Linked DNA regions of Mus musculus: regions 2 and 3 are each linked to region 1. A link is a contact called in public Hi-C data. All regions are on one chromosome and are shown on one strand. Each heading gives the region's core, a stretch centred on a gene start, on an enhancer-like site or on the middle of the called end of the contact. The rest is flanking DNA. Distances are from core to core; before and after follow the strand shown. Region 1 has its middle 16 kb from the start of Serpinb1b. Region 2 holds the start of Serpinb1a (serine (or cysteine) peptidase inhibitor, clade B, member 1a). Region 3 overlaps Gm35899 (a long non-coding RNA gene).

Region 1 (3,780 bases), core at 896-3,395:
TGGACTGGTAGTCCTGGGTTCTATAAGAAAGCAAGCTGAGCAAGCCAGTAAGCAACATCCCTCTATGACCTCTGCATCAGATCCTGCTTCCTGACCTCTTGAGTTCTACTACTGACTTCTTTTGGTGATGAACAGCAATTGGAAGTATAAGCTGAATAAACCCTTTCCTTCCCAACTTGCTTCTTGGTCATGATGTTTGTGCAGGAATAGAAACCCTGACTAAGACAGCCTCCATTCCTTGAGGACTCCATAAATCTGAGACCCAGTATTCCTCCCTCCTCACATCCCATTATGTGAGCCACCAACTCCCACAGGACCTCTATACCTAGAAAACCCACTGGTGAAGTGGCGAAACTGAGTAGGTGATCTCCTTCCTGAACTCCATTTCCAACCCACTCTCAATTTACCATCATCAAGTAGTAGGCCTTATCCCATAGATACAAGGATGAGTTCAATGTACATAAATTGACAAATGCCATGTACCATTTTAATAGACTGGAACATAAAAACCACATGACCAGCTCATTAGATGCAGAAAGGGTCTTTGTCAACATTCAATACCCTACATGATAAAAAAGCCCTCCTGCTCTAATAGGGATACAGGGGGCATACCTCAACATAATAAAGCACTTTATGGGAAACCTATAGCCAACCTCACCTAAATGGGGAGAAACTGAAAACAATTCACTAAAATCAGAAGCAAGACAAGGTTGTGCTCTCTCTCCATATCTATTCAATGTAGAACATGAACTCTTAGCTAGAGCAATAAACTAACTGAAGGAGGTTATGTGAATACAAGTCAGAAGGAAAGAAGGCAAAGTATCTTTATGTGTATATGATATGGTAGTATACATAAATGGCCTTAAAAATCCCACCAGGAAATTCTTACACCTAATAAACACTTCCAGAAAAATATGAGGATACAAAATTAAGTCACAAAAATCAATAACCTCAAGATCATGTTGGGGTAACTAACCAAGCAAGTGAAAGACTTGTATAATAAAGATTTTAAGACACTGAAGGAAGAAATTGAAGAAGATAGCAGAAGATGGAAAAGATCTCCCATGCTCAAGGATAAGGTGGGTTAATATACTAAAAATGGCCCTCCCACCAAAGCAATCCACATATTCAATGTAATCTCAATAAAAATTCCAACCCAATTCCTCACAGTAATTGAAAAAACAAATTTCAGCTTCATACAGAAACACACACATACACACACATGCACACACAAACAGCATAACTAAAACAATCCTGAATAATAAAAGAAGTGCTGGAGATTTCAGCTTCTCCAATCTCAGACTACACTACAGAGCTATAGTAATAAAAACAGTATAATGTTCGCACAAAAACAGACATGTTGAACAATGGAATCACATTTCCTACCCAGAAATTAACCTATACATTAATGGACACCAACTTTTTGACAAAGAAATCAGGAATACATACTGGAAAACAGACAGCATCTGTAACAAATGATGCTGGCCAAATTGTATGGCTATATGTAGAAAAATGAAAATAAATCCAAACTTATCACCCTGCATAAAACTCAACTCCAAATGGATCAAAGATCTCAATGTATGGCCAGATACACTAACTCTGATAGAATAAATAGTGGGGGATAGTCTTGAACTCATTGGCACAAGAAAAGACTTTCTGAGCATAACACTGCTAGCACAGACAATAATATCAACAATAAATGGACATGGTGAAACAGAAAGGCTTTGGTATGAGTAAGGACAATATCAAAGATTTCCCTTTTTTCCAACTATGTACACACCTGACAGGGGAGTAATACTGAAACCGTATTAAGAACTCAAAAAACGTGGACATCAAGAAAGCAAATAACTCAATTAAAGATTGGGTACAGATCTAAACAGACAACACTTGAAAGTGGAAACACAAATTGAAGAGGATCACAGGAACCTTGAGGAAGAGGAGGAGAAAAATTATAAGAGCCCAAGATGATGAAGGTCACCAAGGAAACATGACCACGCAAACCCAGCAGGAGTAATGCACATATGAACTCAGAGAAACTGTGTGAAGATTCTCTGCCTTTCAAGGAAACCAGAAGTTGCTGCCAAATCAAGAACAGTCCACCCCACCCACAACCCTGCCTCTGAAGAGCATTGTAGCATGCACACACTGTAGGGGCGGTTTCTGTATCTATCAGATTCTAGCAGTGTGACAAAAAAATAACTAAAATAAGCAACTCAAAAGAGGAAGGTTTATTTTGGCTCATAACCTCAGAGATTCAGTCTGCGGCTGCTCATTCATACTTTCTTGGGCATTCTTGAGAGTGCATTATGGCAGTGAGCCCTTTGTATGCTACACTTCTCACTCTGTACAGACTACAGGAAAGGATGCAGAGTAGAAGTGTCTGGGTGACAAAATCTCCTTCACAGGCATGCCCTATTCATTTCTTCCCCCATGAGTCCCTGCCTCTTAAAGTTTCTGCTGTCTTCCTACATTATTGTCAGTTGAAAGAAACACTTCAGCATATAAGTTTGGGGAAAACATTTAAAGTACAAAACAGTAATTTTTCCTTGGTCCCTAAATGCCTATGTCCCTGATATATTGCAAAATGTATCTTCCATACCCTTAACAGTTTCAACAGTGTAAAACTATCAAGTACATAGTCTGCTCTGAGAGCCAAGGCACTCTTGGTGTTGAAGTCCAGAGAAAACCACAAAGAACATTGCACATGCTTCCAATACACGGTGGCAAATGCACACTTCTCTTTCAAATAGAGAAAATGGGAAGCTGTAAAGAGAGATCAGACTAGTTTGAGAACAAAACCTAGCAGAGAAAGGTTAAATCCTCAGCCCTGTCTGGCATCCAGAGTGTGTGAGAGCAGGACTCAAGCTCTAACAGGCCTAGGCAGTCCCAGTCCTGTGGATTGGTTGGCAGCAGTTCACCTGATCTCTCTCTTTGAGGCTGAATGTACTCTTTGTTTACAGCTTTTCCAGGCAGCAGAAGTTGGAGAAGTGTGGAATATGTTTCACTCTTACATGGACTCTGGCTTCTTGAAGTGGAATGGATCCTTCCATACACTGGGTTCCCAAGACTTCTTTTGAAATCTAAGCAGAAACCTATACAATCCCACCCCACCCCACCCCCATATATACAATGCCAGTCAGAAATAAAGGGATGAAGACCCACATGCATGTGGCTGTGGTGACCTCTGAGTACCTGGATAGCTAAAACCTGAAGAAATGAACCCTAAAGAAAAACTTCTCTAGACAGCTCTGTTCAAGCAGGACGTGTCAGAACTCACTCCTCAGAACAAAGTCGTTTAAAGCAGTTTAAACCTCTTTAGCCTGTGACGAGCAGGAACTTGCCAATTCCTGCGATGGCATCCAGCTGTCTTCCTACCGTCCCATACAAAGTATGAGAGAGAGAGAGAGAGAGAGAAAGAGAGAGAGAGAGAGAGAGAGAGAGAGAGAGAGAGAGAGAGAAGAGAGAGAGAGAGAAAGAAAGAGAGAGAGAGAGAGAGAGAGAGAGAGAGAGAGAGAGAGAGAGAGAGAGTTTTCTTATATGGAGGCCAGAGATCAAAATTTGGTGTCTTCCTCTGTTGCTTTCCATTTGGTTTTTAGGCAGGATCTCTCACCAAATACTTGCTTGCATGTGAGTTCTGGGTATACACTAGATTCACTGCATCACTGTTACTAAGTTCAGTGAACTTCTCTTGCCTCTCAGGAACATCACCAACTTTGAACTGAATAGGCTTCTAGTGAGTGCAAATGGAGTGAATGGCAGGTTGATTTCGAAAATGTGATG
Region 2 (3,780 bases), core at 924-3,423, 220 kb after region 1:
CCATGTTAAAGAAAGAAACCCCATGTTCAGGAAAGAATATGGAGGCTGTGACAAAAGTAAGCTTTGATAAAGAGATTAATGTGGCAAGAAGCCAGAGGCTATTCATTACTGCAAGCCAGAGTGAGCCAAAGTCATCAAGAGATTATCCCAATTGCCATGCCTGTCACACACCAGAAGGCCTCAGACACAAGAGTTTCAAGGGAGGGACCCAGTGCACTACAGGACTCAGGATACCACAACTGCCCCCACGTTGTAATATGGCACTCTTTGGTTCTGCTGTCCCTCTGAAAGTCCTTGATGTTGTGTCATGATGTCTCGGGCCAGCTGGTTGTGAGGTGGTGCAGTGTGGCACATTCTCCTGGATTTAAAGGGATGGCTTTATGAGGTAAGTCCTAGGCAGCCATGGAGTCACCAGAGAGTGCTGCTTCTTGGAGCCTGGGGTTGTAACACTGCGAAGTTCCCACCAGGAAGATGTTTCGAGGAATTAAAGAGGGGTTCTTTTCCAAGATTCCTGATCAGCAGAGCATTATTACAGACTTCAGCAGCCTGGGAAAGCCACAAGCACTGGACTCAGCCCATGAGGGCTGCTGCGTCATCGACATCTGGTGGTTATGGGGTTGAAGTCCACCAGAGCCTTGGACATCCATGACCCTGCCCTGTCTGACTGTAGAAACAGGGAGGTGTAATGGTGGTATTCAAGCCTCAAGTTGTCCCAGTGCTTGTAATGCTGGACTTTGAAAGTCTGTAGGACCTACCACTTTTTCCTTGTCACTGATTTTTTTAAAAAGGAAATTCTGTTCTAAGCTGGTCCCATTTTATTTCAGAAGAAACTAACTTATTTGACTCCACGGGCTCACTGGGGATATTTTGAATTTCATTTCTGATTCTGGTAATACTAGAATAACGTTGAGCTACATGGATGAATATATTTTGTATGTGAAAAGGACTATGTCCATTTATGTTGTTATAGTAAAACATTTGTGGCTTGATAATTATGAATTCTCCATGTTCAAGACTCAGCATCTGAACTAGCCTTCATCTAGACAAGGTCCCAGAAAGTGTAAGGCATCAAGGTATCATAGGGGGGAAAAAAGGAGCGCAGATCTATCTCTTCTGATCTTCTCATCTCTCCTTCTCTTATTAAAGCTTGGAGTCATAGTCCTTAAGAGCTGGGGCGTGCTCGCCACCTAGTGGTCATGAAGATGATATTCTGGAATTCAGTCAGGCGTCCCCACCCTGAGAACCCTGTGTAATCTTAATCACTTCTCAAAGTCCTCACCTCCCAAACACCACACACGAAGTTTCTATCTTCTGATACCTCACAATAGGCATTATATCCAACACGGGAGTGCTCAAGAGACGTGCTGACCCACCTCCCCATCTTCCTTTCTCCTCTTTTAGTTCCCGAGTCTAACAAACACTAATCCATGTGTTGTGACCCTCACCTACAGTAGGATTCTTCCTTTGTCCTCTGAAGAAAGACAAGAAGCACTAAAAGTTCTGTGAATTTACAGTTCCAAACACTTCAAGGAGAATAAAGCTGAGCCCATCAAGTTAACAATGGCCTGGGCTAGTCAATTCTAATTTAAGTTGCATAGTGAGGGGATTTGTCCAAACTTTTAGTCTAATAGTGGGGAATTGTGGGTTGAGGGCTTCTCCAGCCTGGTGTGGTCCCTGAGCTAGCCTTGGCACCTGAAAGGCAGAGAAGACAAGGATCACCTATTGCTTGTAACTGGCAATCTGGGACCTTATCCAAAGGACCCCAAAGATATTTCTCCATCCCTACCTACATACCGCACAGAAAGGATTCCTTTTGATTTTACAGCGTTTCAGTGGAATTCAAGAAGGTATCTTTTGACCTGGAAGAAAGGACATTTATTTATTCTCTTGGCCATTTGCAGCTGAGGAAGAAATAACTTACCAGATCTCTGCTTAAAGAAATAATAATAATAATAATAATAATAATAATAATAATAATAATAATAAAAAGGCCTGCAACTGAGGAAAGTAAAGTCCCCTTGAGAGTGGCCACAATCTTCTGCTTTTATTTTGACAGCCCTCCAAGGTCGGGTTTTAAACACTCAGCCAAGAAAAGGCGCCTCCACCCAGCTTGGGCTTGCCAGGAAGACACGCCCCTTCTGCATGCTATAAAGGCAACAGCTGGCTCTGAGCACTTCATCCTAGCTGTAAGTGGAGCCAGACCTGCTAAGCAAGAGGTAAGATTCTCAGGGGTCATAGCAAGGAGGGAGGAAGCTGGCACCTCTTCCAGGAACCAGCACGTTCCTGGTACCTCACCCTCACCCAAGATGTAACCAGAAAATGCTCTGTGGATCCCCAACTGCACCCTACTCCAGGCCGCGGGCCCGAGGGAGGAAGGTGATCCTAGTTTTTCTTTCCCTCGGCTTTCTTTTTGAACCTTGATCTGGGAGACAGTGCCCTGAGCTTCATACGGTCAATCCTGGCTGCAGGGAGGCTGGGAGGGAAGGAAGCTGGTGAGATCCTAGATCCTCAACAATGAGAACTCCATGTGGCCCGGGTAGCTAAACAGCCAGGGACACACATTTGTGATTAGCCTGTACTTGGACAAACTGGAGCTCTGAGTTTGGGACCCAGCTGGATTAGCAGATGAGCCTCAAGCAGGGCTTGCTTACCCACTGCAGGAATCAGCTTGTTTGCAAAAGGGACACAGAGGAGTGTTCCTCTTCCCTGTCACCCACATCTTACTTATTTGAGTGGCATTCTCAAATTCGCATATTTCACTCCAGCTGAGACTTCAGCCTTGATCTCAGGCATGGAGAACTGAAGTAGTATGCTTGCCCTCTTAGGAAAAACAGGATGAGGTAGGAATTCCAAACTGTAGGGTCCTAGGGGTGGATGTCAGAGCTGAGGTAGGTAGTGTTGCTGGTGTTGTAGCTGGCAGTGCTGATCTCCCCTCTTTTGCAGACTTCACCATGGAGCAGCTGAGTTCAGCCAACACCCTCTTCGCCTTGGAGCTGTTCCAAACCCTGAATGAAAGCAGCCCCACAGGAAACATCTTCTTCTCTCCCTTCAGCATTTCTTCTGCCTTGGCCATGGTCATTCTGGGGGCCAAAGGCAGCACTGCAGCTCAGCTTTCTAAGGTTAGCAAAAGCCAAACTGGCCAGCTCTCCCTGCCATCTCCATGCTTGTTAGATGGTACAGTCAGACTTTCAGAGAGCCACACCCCCAAAACAGTCAGTTCTTCATTCACTACCAACTTTAAGTGAGATTAGGGCAGAGTCTCTGTTCAGTTGGGGACACAAAGTGAAGAAAGACAATGACACTACCTGTGGGTTTGGTTCTCCCATTCACAAGAGTGAATCACAGGCTTTCAGGTAAGCTAGCCCTGCACCTCCCCAGAGCTAGCTGTTTCCTGTTTTCCTTTTGCACTGATAACCACTACTCATAAATCATGCCAGTAATAGGGTCACCTTCAGGCATGACAAATATAAGAACATGCTACAGGAAGAGAGCTTGGTGGTGGTGGTTTTTTTATGGGGACAAAAGGTAAAGACAGCCACCTGTCTATGTTCCCAGGGTTAGCCCTGTGCCTCTCTCCAGCCTGATTTCACTGGCTGTGGCTCTGCAGGAGGAGGGATTGTAAAGTCCCTGTGGCCTGTTGGACAGGTCCTACCTCCTCTCAGTCCACCCCTGGGAGACAGCAGGTCACCTTTGCATCTCTCCCCACAGCTGCCTAGTCTTCCTTAATGGGTATGAAGGGCACTTCTGCTCTTGGTGTTCCTTAATTCTGAGAGGGGAATT
Region 3 (3,780 bases), core at 840-3,339, 200 kb after region 1:
TATGGTCAATTTTGCAGAAACTTTCATGAGGTGCCTTAATAGTCACTTTACATGTAGTATTGTATACAGTGTTGGGTGTTTTACTTAGCTGTATAGAAGAATGAAATTATGTATTTTGTAGGACAGTAAAAAGAACTGGAGATCATCATGCTAAGTAAAATAAATCAGGCTCAGGAAGGCAAATTGTGGGGACACTTGGAATCAGACGAAGACACCTCAAGACCAAGTTCTCTACACAAAGGAGATTTATTTGCCAGGGAAAACAGGCCAGAGAATAAGAGACAAAGACGGGAGCTAGAAGACTAAGAAGAGTAGGAAAGGAGCAAGGGGAAAGGGAACAAAGTACTGCCTCTGGATAGAGAGGAGGCAGACATGGCCCACAGGCAGATGGTAGTTTATACAATCAAAGGTGAAACTCCGTGTAAGGATGAGCTGTTTAATTTTGATTGGGCATGTTAAATAGATTAACTGTAAGGGGGTTTTTGACTGATGAACTTCAATACTTTGATAGCCCCAGAAGGAGGAAGTGGCCAAATAAAGGAATAGACCTTAGCAACCAGCTTTAGGAATATAATCTAACAGGATTTACCCAAGGAGAGGGAATTGTGGAGAAGGGCAAGGCCTGCCAGAGCCATGCTTGTCTTTCTCAGGACAGCTAGAGTCCCTTCACTCACATAGCATTTTTCCTTGATGTGGAACCCAGATTTATTTTAAACATATAAAAAGTATAAAGGGCACCAATACAACCACAAAACTTTAGACCCAAAATTTATCCTGTCTACAAGAAATGCAGAGATGGGGGTGGAGCAAAGATTGAGGGAATGGCCAACCAATAACTGGTCCAACTTGAGGCCAATCCCATTTTCAATTACCAATATCTGACACTATTAATGATACTCTGTTCTGCTTGCAGACAGGAGCCTAGCATAACTGTCCTCTGAGAGGCTCTACCCAGAAGCTGACCAAAAATAGATGCTGAGACTCACAGCCAAACACAAGATGAAGCTTGGGGACTCTTATGGAAGAGCTGGGGAAAGGATTGAGAGCCCTAAATAGGATAGGAACTCCGCAGAAGGACCAACAAAGTCAACTAACCTGGATCCTTGGGGCCCTCAGAGACTGAACCACCAACCAAAGAGCATACATGGGCACCCTGCACACAGGTAGCAGATGTATAGCTTGTTCCGCAATAGGAGAAAGAGGGCTATTGCTAATGCTGTTCCCTATCTGTAGAGTTCCCTTAAGTAGGATGTATTGTCTGGCTTCAGTGGGAGAGGATGCTCCTGGACCTGCAGGGGGGGGGGGGGAAGTTCTTCACATTCTCAAAGGAGAAAGGGAACAAGGGATGGAGTGTGGGGAAAGGGACTGTGTAACAGGGTGGGGGGATAGGGAACCAGGAAGGAGGGCAGCAATCTGGAGGGAAATTGAAAAAAAACATAAAATTGTGACTATTGAAGAGGAGGACCCATGGTTCTCACTTAGGAGAACAAGAGACAGTAAAGCAGGAGTCAATCTGAGCAAAGTGTGATAATATATATGCATGAAGATGGAATAAAGTCACTATTTTGCATTATATAGGCTAAGTTTAAAAGTTTACAAACCAGTGTTGGAGGCTAGCCTGATCTGCAGATGGAGAACCAGAACAGCCAGAGAGAGTTTAAATTGTTATCACATTTCACTATATCATAAAGCACTTTCCTGAGATTTATAATTCCGTATCGATTTAACGTGTCACAAGTCACCCCAAGACAGTTTCTAAACTGAGTGGGAGGAGAACAAACTAATTCAAAATGCTTTCAAAGTGTAAAGCAGAGGCTCTCATGGTATCTGTGAGAATCCAGAGCACTGGATAGGCAGCACGTGTGAAGATCAGGACAGGCTAAAAGTAAATCACTTCTGCTCTCAAGGGTGGGGCAGCAGCAATAACTGAGTGCAGGAGTCTCCCTCTTCGTGACTTCAGTTGCTCATGGTAATCCGTGCTCCTAAAATAGAAATGGAAATGTTCAGTAATCCCACAGATAATACACTCATACAGACTGTGGCAGAATGCACAGGTCCTGCCCAGCCCAAGCCATACAGGCTCCCAGCACTGAGAAAGGGAAGTAGACAAGGTCTCCTCCCATCCTTCACCAAGGAGCTGTCTCCAACTGACAACTGCTTGCAAAGGAGAAATCAGTTTGCTCCCATGGAATCTTACTCGGTGCATTAGCCACACTTAATGCCACTTAAGGGTAGGTTCTGTGCCCAGCAGTAGATGGCCAACACAAAACGAACTTGGTGGTATTTTTGTAAACGTTTGTCTCATGTGGCTTTATTAGTTTTGGTTTTCTTATCTTATTGGCCTTTTACTTATGGTTTCCAATTTTGTGATTATCTCTGACTATGTTTCTTGTGGGTTTTTTTTTTTCTTTTTAAATTTCTAGTTTATTGGATGCTTTGTTTTCTATAGAGAGAGAATGGTATGATGGTAAGTGGGTGAGGGAGGATCTAAGGGGATTTGAGGGAGGGGAAACCCAAATTAGAATATATTGTACTGAAATATTATTTTCAGCATAAGCCATGGAAAGCAAGCCAGTAAGCGACACTCCTGCATGGCCTCTGATTCAGTTCCTGCCTTGAGCTCCTGCCCCTACTTCCCCAAGTGGTTACCTGTGGCCTGAGTAGGAACTGAAATCAACCTGCTCTTTCCTCTCCAAGTTGCTTTCGTCATGGCATGTGGTTTTATCACAGCAGTAGAAACCCTGACTAAGACAGAGGGAGTGGATGGGCTGCCGCTCTCATCTCTTCTGCTTCATGAGGGCGAGCCTCATCTCCCAGAAACCTCAGCAAGCAGGCACCATCTTGGAAGCAGAGAGAAGCCTTCACTAAACACAGAACTTCCCACCTTGAACTCAAGCTTTCAGTCTCAAAAAGTGAAACAATCTTGTAAATAAACTTCTCAGTTTCACTATTGAGTTATAACACCACAAAGTAAGATATCAGCATCATGTTTTCACTGTGACTACACAACCACCCCAGCCGTGACAGTGGCTTCTACTGAGAGTGGTAACAGAGATTGGCAGCATTTGAGATTTCTATTGTTGGGGCTTTAAGGATGATACTGGTGATAGATCATAATGGGGAGCTGATACGCTCTTCTGAGAGAGATCTTACCTGGCTTAGATCTGCATGTTGGCGGAAACATGGGTGGTAAAGCCAATTCTGAGTGTATCTAAGATTGAAATGAGGAACAAGGTGTGAGAAACCCAAAGAAAGACTGGTGTCCCACAAAGTGACAGTGACTTGGCAGAGTTATGCCTATACCCTGATGCTTTCTGGGTGAAGGACTGTAAAAGCAAGGAACTAGAATATTTGGGGAAAATGAAAAAATTTTTAAAAAATCTCTGTGGAAATTGTTGACAGTGCACTATTGCTTGACATACAAAAAAAAAAGCAAAAGTTAAAGACAATTTATAATCAAGAGAGAAGCCAGGTGTGGAGGCACATACTAGACTTTCATCCCAGTGACATGGGAGTCTGACACAGGAAGATGGCCATTTACAAGTCATTTTGAACAATTTAGTGCTTTCCAACAGATAAAAACAGTGATGGGATGTGTGGGCATAATCCTCCATGAGAGAGGGGGGGGAAGGGGGGAGAGAGGGAGGGAGGGAGGGAGGGAGGGAGGGAGGGAGGGAGGGAGGGAGGGAGGGAGGGAGGGAGGATAAAACTTAAAAATTTTGGAAATCCCCAAAGAAAGAAACCCATGCTCAGGAAAGAATATGTAGGCGGTGACAAAAG

What was found. Hi-C and Micro-C count contacts between places; a contact is called where the count stands out from the background.
Region 2: a Hi-C map of bone marrow-derived macrophages shows a contact between it and region 1, with 15 read pairs. The contact joins the promoter of Serpinb1a here to the enhancer-like site in region 1. A contact is called at or near these places in 6 of 39 promoter capture datasets (the 3T3-L1 cell line, the C10 cell line, embryonic stem cells and 3 more), 1 of 15 datasets of contacts at CTCF or cohesin (CD8 T cells), 22 of 484 Hi-C or Micro-C datasets (the 3T3-L1 cell line, B cells, the Ba/F3 cell line and 15 more), 8 of 115 datasets of contacts at active chromatin or transcription factors (bone marrow-derived dendritic cells, bone marrow-derived macrophages, effector CD8 T cells and 5 more) and 3 of 9 other capture datasets (adipose tissue, embryonic stem cells and liver).
Region 3: a Hi-C map of conventional type 1 dendritic cells shows a contact between it and region 1, with 3 times the contacts expected there. The contact joins two enhancer-like sites. A contact is called at or near these places in 6 of 39 promoter capture datasets (the 3T3-L1 cell line, the C10 cell line, embryonic stem cells and 3 more), 3 of 15 datasets of contacts at CTCF or cohesin (CD8 T cells, embryonic stem cells and large pre-B cells), 62 of 484 Hi-C or Micro-C datasets (the 3T3-L1 cell line, the 63-12 cell line, the AML12 cell line and 39 more), 9 of 115 datasets of contacts at active chromatin or transcription factors (CD8 T cells, bone marrow-derived dendritic cells, bone marrow-derived macrophages and 6 more) and 3 of 9 other capture datasets (adipose tissue, embryonic stem cells and liver).

The regions. Positions count from the first base shown.
Region 1 is chr13:33,066,691-33,070,470 of GRCm38.p6, reverse strand. It overlaps the pseudogene Gm18316. Among named protein-coding and RNA genes, the nearest start is that of Serpinb1b, 16 kb to the left of the region's middle. Within about 2 kb of position 2,145, at least 44 of the 459 cell types and tissues checked have an H3K27ac peak or open chromatin away from gene starts, as enhancers often do. A contact at or near this core is called in B cells, CD8 T cells, bone marrow-derived dendritic cells and 3 more, where this site is marked.
Region 2 is chr13:32,849,578-32,853,357 of GRCm38.p6, reverse strand. It overlaps Serpinb1a (serine (or cysteine) peptidase inhibitor, clade B, member 1a), which reads left to right and starts at 2,173. Exons shown (of 7, transcript NM_025429.2): 1 at 2,173-2,216; 2 at 2,944-3,119. The coding sequence starts at 2,952.
Region 3 is chr13:32,867,365-32,871,144 of GRCm38.p6, reverse strand. It overlaps Gm35899 (a long non-coding RNA gene), which reads right to left. Exons shown (of 4, transcript XR_873210.1): 3 at 3,154-3,211; 4 at 233-1,982. Among named protein-coding and RNA genes, the nearest start is that of Gm35899, 4.2 kb to the right of the region's middle. Within about 2 kb of position 2,089, at least 8 of the 459 cell types and tissues checked have an H3K27ac peak or open chromatin away from gene starts, as enhancers often do. A contact at or near this core is called in bone marrow-derived dendritic cells and conventional type 1 dendritic cells, where this site is marked.